Linked DNA regions of Mus musculus: region 2 is linked to region 1. The links are chromatin contacts, called in public Hi-C maps. All regions are on one chromosome and are shown on one strand. Each heading gives the region's core, a stretch centred on a gene start, on an enhancer-like site or on the middle of the called end of the contact. The rest is flanking DNA. Distances are from core to core; before and after follow the strand shown.

Region 1 (3,337 bases), core at 543-3,042:
GCTGTTCAGGCATGTTGAGCATTAGTCTACAAAATCATTTCCCTCTCCCCAAATTTTTCAGTTATTGGCTTTAAAGGGTCTGGTAATTATGTGTAACCATTCATAAAAAGTAGTACTTTGACTGCTAGAAATCTAAGCTGGTAGTGAGGAAGGAGCTACCATGATTTATTTTAGACAAATGACCATGCAAAGGTTTACTGAATACCTTCTATGTACCAGGAATGGCATCAAATATTTTCTGTCTCTTGTAACATATGATTTAGTCTAAGGTGATGCTTTAATGTAATTCTTATAACAATTTTTTCGAGGGGAAAATGTCGCTTTTTTATAAATAGAAAATTCTAAGAAACTACAGAGGTTAATTTAGACACAACCTTCCCCACATCTTGCATCTTATCAATTTCTTTGTAACAGCTTTAGTAGCTTAAGAAAACACATACAGGTTCTGGCACATAAGACTTGTGTTTAATATGGCCATTTTCCTTATGGATGCTTCTACTGTTTTTGGTACTATGTGGAGCTGAACAAAGACGCATCTTATAGAGTCATGGATGATAAGTTTTCAGAAACATAATAATCCAGTTGAGTGCTATCTAAGTGCTTTATATGTACAAACTGCCCTAAATTTCACATCTCAATGAAATAGACATTAGTATTCTCATTGGACAAATAAGAATTTTCTGAAAGGCATTTAATTCTTTCTCCATTTAGATTATCAGTAATTGAAAAAACAAAAAATCCAACCCAGGTACTCTGGCTGCAGAGCTACCTAAGATCTACTTCACAGAGCATGAGGATTGGATTAGTAAGGAGTTTACACACTGGCTGTCATACTGCTTTACTGTAGGATGAACATAGTGATGCAATAATGTCGATAGAATTGTTCTGGTCATCACATGACCAAATAGGAAACATGATAGACTGTAATCCAGAAGAATGATGTCCTCTTATTGAAAACTATGCTCTTCTCCTGGTTTTGGAATATCTTCATTCCATTTCATCTTTATCTTCTTGCCTTCTTATATACATGGCATGTCCCAGTTCTTTTTCCTATTAATTGTAGCCATGAGACTGGACCAATGGGCTTGTATGGTTGTGCTGGGCCATTCTCACATGGACTTCTCTAAGTCTTTTTCCCTTCTATGTGACTCAAGCCATTCTCAATATGGCACAAGAGCTGCCTGTTTCAGATGATGCCACCATTAAGAGCTCAGACTCCATAGTTTCTATACAGCAACCCCCCTCCCAGTCCAACACAAATATTATTGTCAGTCTCCTTGGGATGATGGATAATGATACAATGATGAAGCAGTTTTGTTGACCATTCATAAATTTGAGTGTCTTTATTATCCCACTTTATCCTTAAGTAGTTTATTTCTAATCATGCTGAAATTAAGGATATGTACACCAGAGCTATTCTAAAACCTCTAATATGGAATATTTCTCTTTGGTATAACACTCATGCCCTTTGAAGCATCTTTTGGTCATTCAGGGTATTTTGAGAAGTCCTTTCAGGCATACCTTGGCATGAAGTAATTATGAGAGGGGAGAGACCAGGAAAGAGAGAGAGAGAAAGAGAACACATAAGAGATGAGAAAAGTAGTTCTTATCTCAGTATTTTCATGCCTTTCCTATTGGGAATACATGATGTTCAATCATGTTTAACAGAACACTAAATTTATAAACTTCTACTATTTTGAATTTAGAAAGGCAAACTTTGCTTATTAGGTTAGCCTGGTGAGTACCTCACATATGTCAAAAATGGTATGTCAAACGCAACAGCAGGAAATGGGTAGGTATATTTTTGACTCTCTAAGAGTACAAAGTAAAGAGGGCCCCAGAAGATTGTCATGAAAACCCAAGAAACAAGTTTGATTCTTTTTTTAACAGAGACGTTGACCAAAAAGGCTAGTCAACACTTTGTTTCCTTTTAGTCTACCTCCATGTTTTGTTTCTTATAGTCTATGAACTATGAGCTCTTTATGGTCATATTGCCCAAAAGGTCATTTTGACAGATTTTTCCAGTACTAAAAATATCTGGGGCTTAACTGATAAATCATGAGTGTCTTTGAAGAGACAGAAAGTTAGCCTTGGGAAATTCTCTACCTGATGTAAAAAAGACCACTTTTACTGAGTGGTTTTGCCAGTGGTTCTCCTGGTCTAATCTTCTTATTCAAATGTAGATGACATAAAGTTATAGAAGTTTTTAAAAAATATATTCATACTAATCAACATAGAGTTATACCTTTGAAAGGAAAAATATTGGGCTCAACCCTCCCCCAACAAAGTTCTCAGCACAAAGGACATTTATTTACCCTAGTGGGACAGAAGGCAGAAGATAGAGGAAAAAGAAGAAGAGGAAGAGAACCAGGGAGTTGGGGCAGGGACAATTGTCTGAGAGTACGATAAGAAACTGCCTCTGGATAGAGAAGAGATAGATTTGTCACAGGAAAATATCAGTTTATAAAAGTACAAAGGGAAATGCCATGTTAGGATGAGGCATTTAATGGTTATGTTAATTAGTTGAGCCAAAAGGGACTTTTGTCATTAATTAATTAATTTATTTATTCTCTTTACATCCTGGTTGCAGCATGCCCTCCCCCATCCTCTCCTCCCAGTCCCACTCTCACAAATCCCTTCCCCTACTCCTCCCCAATCCTTCTCCTGAGAGAAGAGGAAGCTTCACTTGGATACCACCCTGCCCTGAGTCATCAATCCCCTCACACTGAGGTCCAACCAGGCAGTTCAGCTAGCGGAAGGGGATCCAATGGCAGGCAATAAAACCCTAAAGCGAACCCTAAAGGGGGCTTTTGTTTGCTAGACCTCAAAGCTTTGAAAGATGAACCGTGGTAATCAGTCTCAGGAGGAAGAAGTGACCAAATAAGTGAATAGGCCTTGGTGGATAACTTTAGGAATGTAATCTTACAGTATTTATTAAGGCAGAGTGTCTTAGTTAGGGTTTTACTACTTTGAACAGATACTATGACCAAGGCAACTCTTATAGGGACAACATTTAATTGGGACTGGCTTACAGGCTCAGAGGTTCAGTCCATTATCATTAAGGTGGGAGCATTGCAGCATCTAGGTGGGCATGGTGCAGGGAGAGCTCAGAGATCAACATCTTCATCTAAAGGCTGCTAGTGGAAGACTAGCTTCCAGGCAGCTAGGATGAGGGTCTCAAAGCCCATACCCACAGTGCCACACTTATTCCAATAATGCCATAACTTCTAATGGTGCCACTTCCTGGGCCAAACACTTACAAACTATGACATAGAGGGAATGAGGGGCAAGGGGGCAGGTCTGCCAGAGCCATGCTTGCTATGCTCAAACTGGCCAG
Region 2 (3,337 bases), core at 422-2,921, 2.2 Mb before region 1:
TCTTCCTGACTTTTCCTTTTCTCCCAGCAATTCACCCTTTGAAACTCTATGTTCTTGATGTTGAAGGGATGGCAAGTTTAGCTATCATCTGACCTGGAAAGATGACCCTTAGGCAGAAAGATGACCTCAGGAAGATTAGGGAAATAGCTGTCTCCCACTGTGGACTCAGACTATTAGACATGAAAACCCATTGTTTCCCACCAATCCCAGACCCCCCTTGAGAAGAGCCACGTGTGTGTAATCATAGGTTCTCATATTAATTCCCCTGGGACCACAACATTCCCAGTTGGTGTACACGTAGTGCCACTACATCCTTGGACTGACAGGTACTTTGGTTCCATTTTCTGGTCTAATTCTCTGGCTGATATTTGGGTCCATCTTTCTACGATCCTCTCAACTGTTCTAACGACACAAAGTTCCATTTTGGGAGTTGTACCAGGCCACCTTGGGAAAACAAAATCTGTCTCCATTTCTCAATTGCCATTTGAGGGTCCAGCGGAAAGAACACAAATTTGAACAAACAGTATTTCATTGTATATTCAACAGAGAAACACACTCTTGTATGTCAACATTACGAGGAAGGCTGAGGATAGCTTTATAGTTTCTCTGAGGAAACGATCGTTCAGTTGGTACAAACGCTTATAGGACTTTTTATCTTACTCTTCATAGCCACTGGTCCCTGAAGAGAAGCTCTTTTATCACACTGGATTTCTCTGTTTCCCACTTGAGAACCTTAACCCCTTGGAGTAGGATCTATGCGCTTTGTAATCCAGAAGTTTTTATTCGGATACCATACTCATTTCTATCCTGGCACATGTTAGCAAGAGAAGAGTAAAAATTGTTAATTCATGGGAGAAAATAACAGCATTAATGAATGTATAGATTTACAAAGACACACATATACCATACTCATTTCTATCCTGGTACATGTTAGCAAGAGAAGAGTAAAAATTGTTAATTCATGGAGAAAATAACAACATTAATGAATGTATAGATTTACAAAGACACACATATACCATACTCATTTCTATCCTGGTACATGTTAGCAAGAGAAGAGTAAAAATTGTTAATTCATGGAGAAAATAACAGCATTAATGAATGTATAGATTTACAAAGACACACATATACCATACTCATTTCTATCCTGGTACATGTTAGCAAGAGAAGAGTAAAAATTGTTAATTCATGGGAGAAAATAACAGCATTAACGAATGTATAGATTTACAAAGGCACACATCATTGGATTGCTTTTGAACCCCATTCTCACTCCCCAGTCCTGTGCACCTAGGAGATACAGCATATAGCTTAGGTTGTTATGTATGCAAGGGGATTTAGAAGAGATCCTTTGGAGGAATGTCATATTTTAAAGATGGAGCTACTTTAAAAAAAAAAAGAGTCTCTCTGACCTTGAGTAAGCAACTTTATACACCATCTTACATGGCTGGTTTTAAATTGTCTGTTAGAGGCCACAATGGTAGCTGTTCTGCCAGGCCCTGAGACTGTTCAAGGGATGAAGCGAGATAATGCAGGTGAAGTCTTAAGTACTGGCTTAAGGGCAGCTGTGTGCGTAGTGTTTGAAAAATGTGCGCACTGGGAGCAGGAGGCTTGATTTCAAGCCTCCAGGCTGCACATCTTGAAGCTGAACTATGTTCAGGGTGAATCAAACAATTCCAAATACTGGCAGCAGGGGGCGCTCTTGCACTTTCCTTAGATTGTCCTAATCGGCTAAGAGGAGGAAACAACTTTTTGTCTCCATTTTCTAATTTAGTTCTTGGGTCCATTTGGGTGTGGAGGACAACATTGTGTCCGTTCACTGGGATGGTCCAGCCCATGAATTTCCAAAATGGCAGCAGTCTGATCTAGATTGATTTTGTTTTTATCTGTGCTTTGTGTAGGTGCCACAGACAATCTGGGTCCCTGGTCTGGCATGTAGGACAGATAGGTGCTGACCCTGTGACCTAAATTTCACAAGAAGAGTCCAGGTCAACAAAGAGTTTGATAGTTCGAGGGGCCAAACTGTCTTCTGGCTTGTTCATGATCGACCTGTGGTAGCATGGTGTGTAGCAGTAGCGGGGATATTCTGCTGTACTGTCAGGAATGAAGATGAGATGTGGAATGTGGGTCCTAGGGGGTACATCTTAAAAGCCCTAGCTAGTGTGGATGGGTCGTTATGGGACGGCATCAATGAGTAAATGAGTCCATGTTGCATCATTGCCATCTTATCATGGACACTGGAAGCCTTGAAGATAAATGAGAAAGGTGTGAGACACATATGGCATATATGGGTTTACAGAAACTCAGCTCAGGCCTCACACTCTGGTATGCTTTGTGCTGGTCTTTGATGTGTGTGTGTGTGTCAGAGTGGGGGTTAGGGGTTTCTACACCATACCCCTTTTGTTGATACTGACAATATAAAACCAAGAGGACAGTATAAGTAATTTTCCCAATGCAACTGACCAAGTTTTTTAAAAATGTGTATCATATACATATGTGTCTATATATGGCATATATGTATATATCATATATAAAATATATTTTAGACATAGTGCCAAAAGTGTGTGTGTATATACATACATATATATATATATATATATATATATATATACACATGTATATATATGTATATACACACACACACACACACACACACACATATATATATATATATATATATATATATATTCATTCAATTCTTGGATTGCAACCAATTAAGCCATTAAAGCGAGGTAAGTTGTTCCTTTAATCTGTGAATTTCATGTGAGTTTTACTAATGTCCCAATCACAAATCATGCCAAAATGAGGAGCTGAGTCCCACATTAAACTTGAGTTTCGTTAGCCTCCTTAAGCTCAGAAAAGCTTCCTGTCTTTTGCGACAATACTACCTTGGAAGGACACAGATTGAGGTATGTTGTAGACTCTTCCTCAAGCCAGTTTTCCCCACGATGCCTTGTGATCAGATTCAACTCCCGCATTTCTAGCCCCAGCATCGTGGAAGGGCTACTGTGTCTTTTCAAGCACTATGGTGGATACACATAATGCCAGCTTCCCTCATTACTGGTGATGTGAGCTATTTGCCTAAGGTCCTTTCTGCCAGGCTTCTCTGCTGCCAAGGCTCTGAATTTCCCTTTGTAGCTAATGCGTAGCCCTATTGGCAGACTCTTCCCGTGGCTGACTTCTGCCTCCCGTCACACAGCAGTACCTTGTTTGTTCTCACCTTGATGTTTCTTATATGCATTGATGATGGTGAACAGCCCAGCAAGTGCGCCTGTTTCTTCCCTTCCTCCCACTTTTGTTCTCAGTTGTACATGGCAAGGAAAACCAATTCCTTCTTTCATAT

Evidence for each region. A called contact is a pair of places that touch in the nucleus more often than the background predicts.
Region 2: a contact with region 1 is called in a Hi-C map of regulatory T cells, with 6 times the contacts expected there. The contact joins two enhancer-like sites. A contact is called at or near these places in 2 of 15 datasets of contacts at CTCF or cohesin (large pre-B cells and pro-B cells), 21 of 484 Hi-C or Micro-C datasets (the AML12 cell line, B cells, the Ba/F3 cell line and 13 more) and 6 of 115 datasets of contacts at active chromatin or transcription factors (T-cell acute lymphoblastic leukemia, acute myeloid leukemia, embryonic stem cells and 3 more).

What each region holds. Positions count from the first base shown.
Region 1 is chr15:61,418,621-61,421,957 of GRCm38.p6, reverse strand. No RefSeq gene overlaps it. Among named protein-coding and RNA genes, the nearest start is that of Gm24696, 62 kb to the right of the region's middle. Within about 2 kb of position 1,792, at least 8 of the 459 cell types and tissues checked have an H3K27ac peak or open chromatin away from gene starts, as enhancers often do. A contact at or near this core is called in CD8 T cells and regulatory T cells, where this site is marked.
Region 2 is chr15:63,651,080-63,654,416 of GRCm38.p6, reverse strand. No RefSeq gene overlaps it. Among named protein-coding and RNA genes, the nearest start is that of 4930449C09Rik, 66 kb to the left of the region's middle. Within about 2 kb of position 1,671, at least 38 of the 459 cell types and tissues checked have an H3K27ac peak or open chromatin away from gene starts, as enhancers often do. A contact at or near this core is called in CD8 T cells and regulatory T cells, where this site is marked.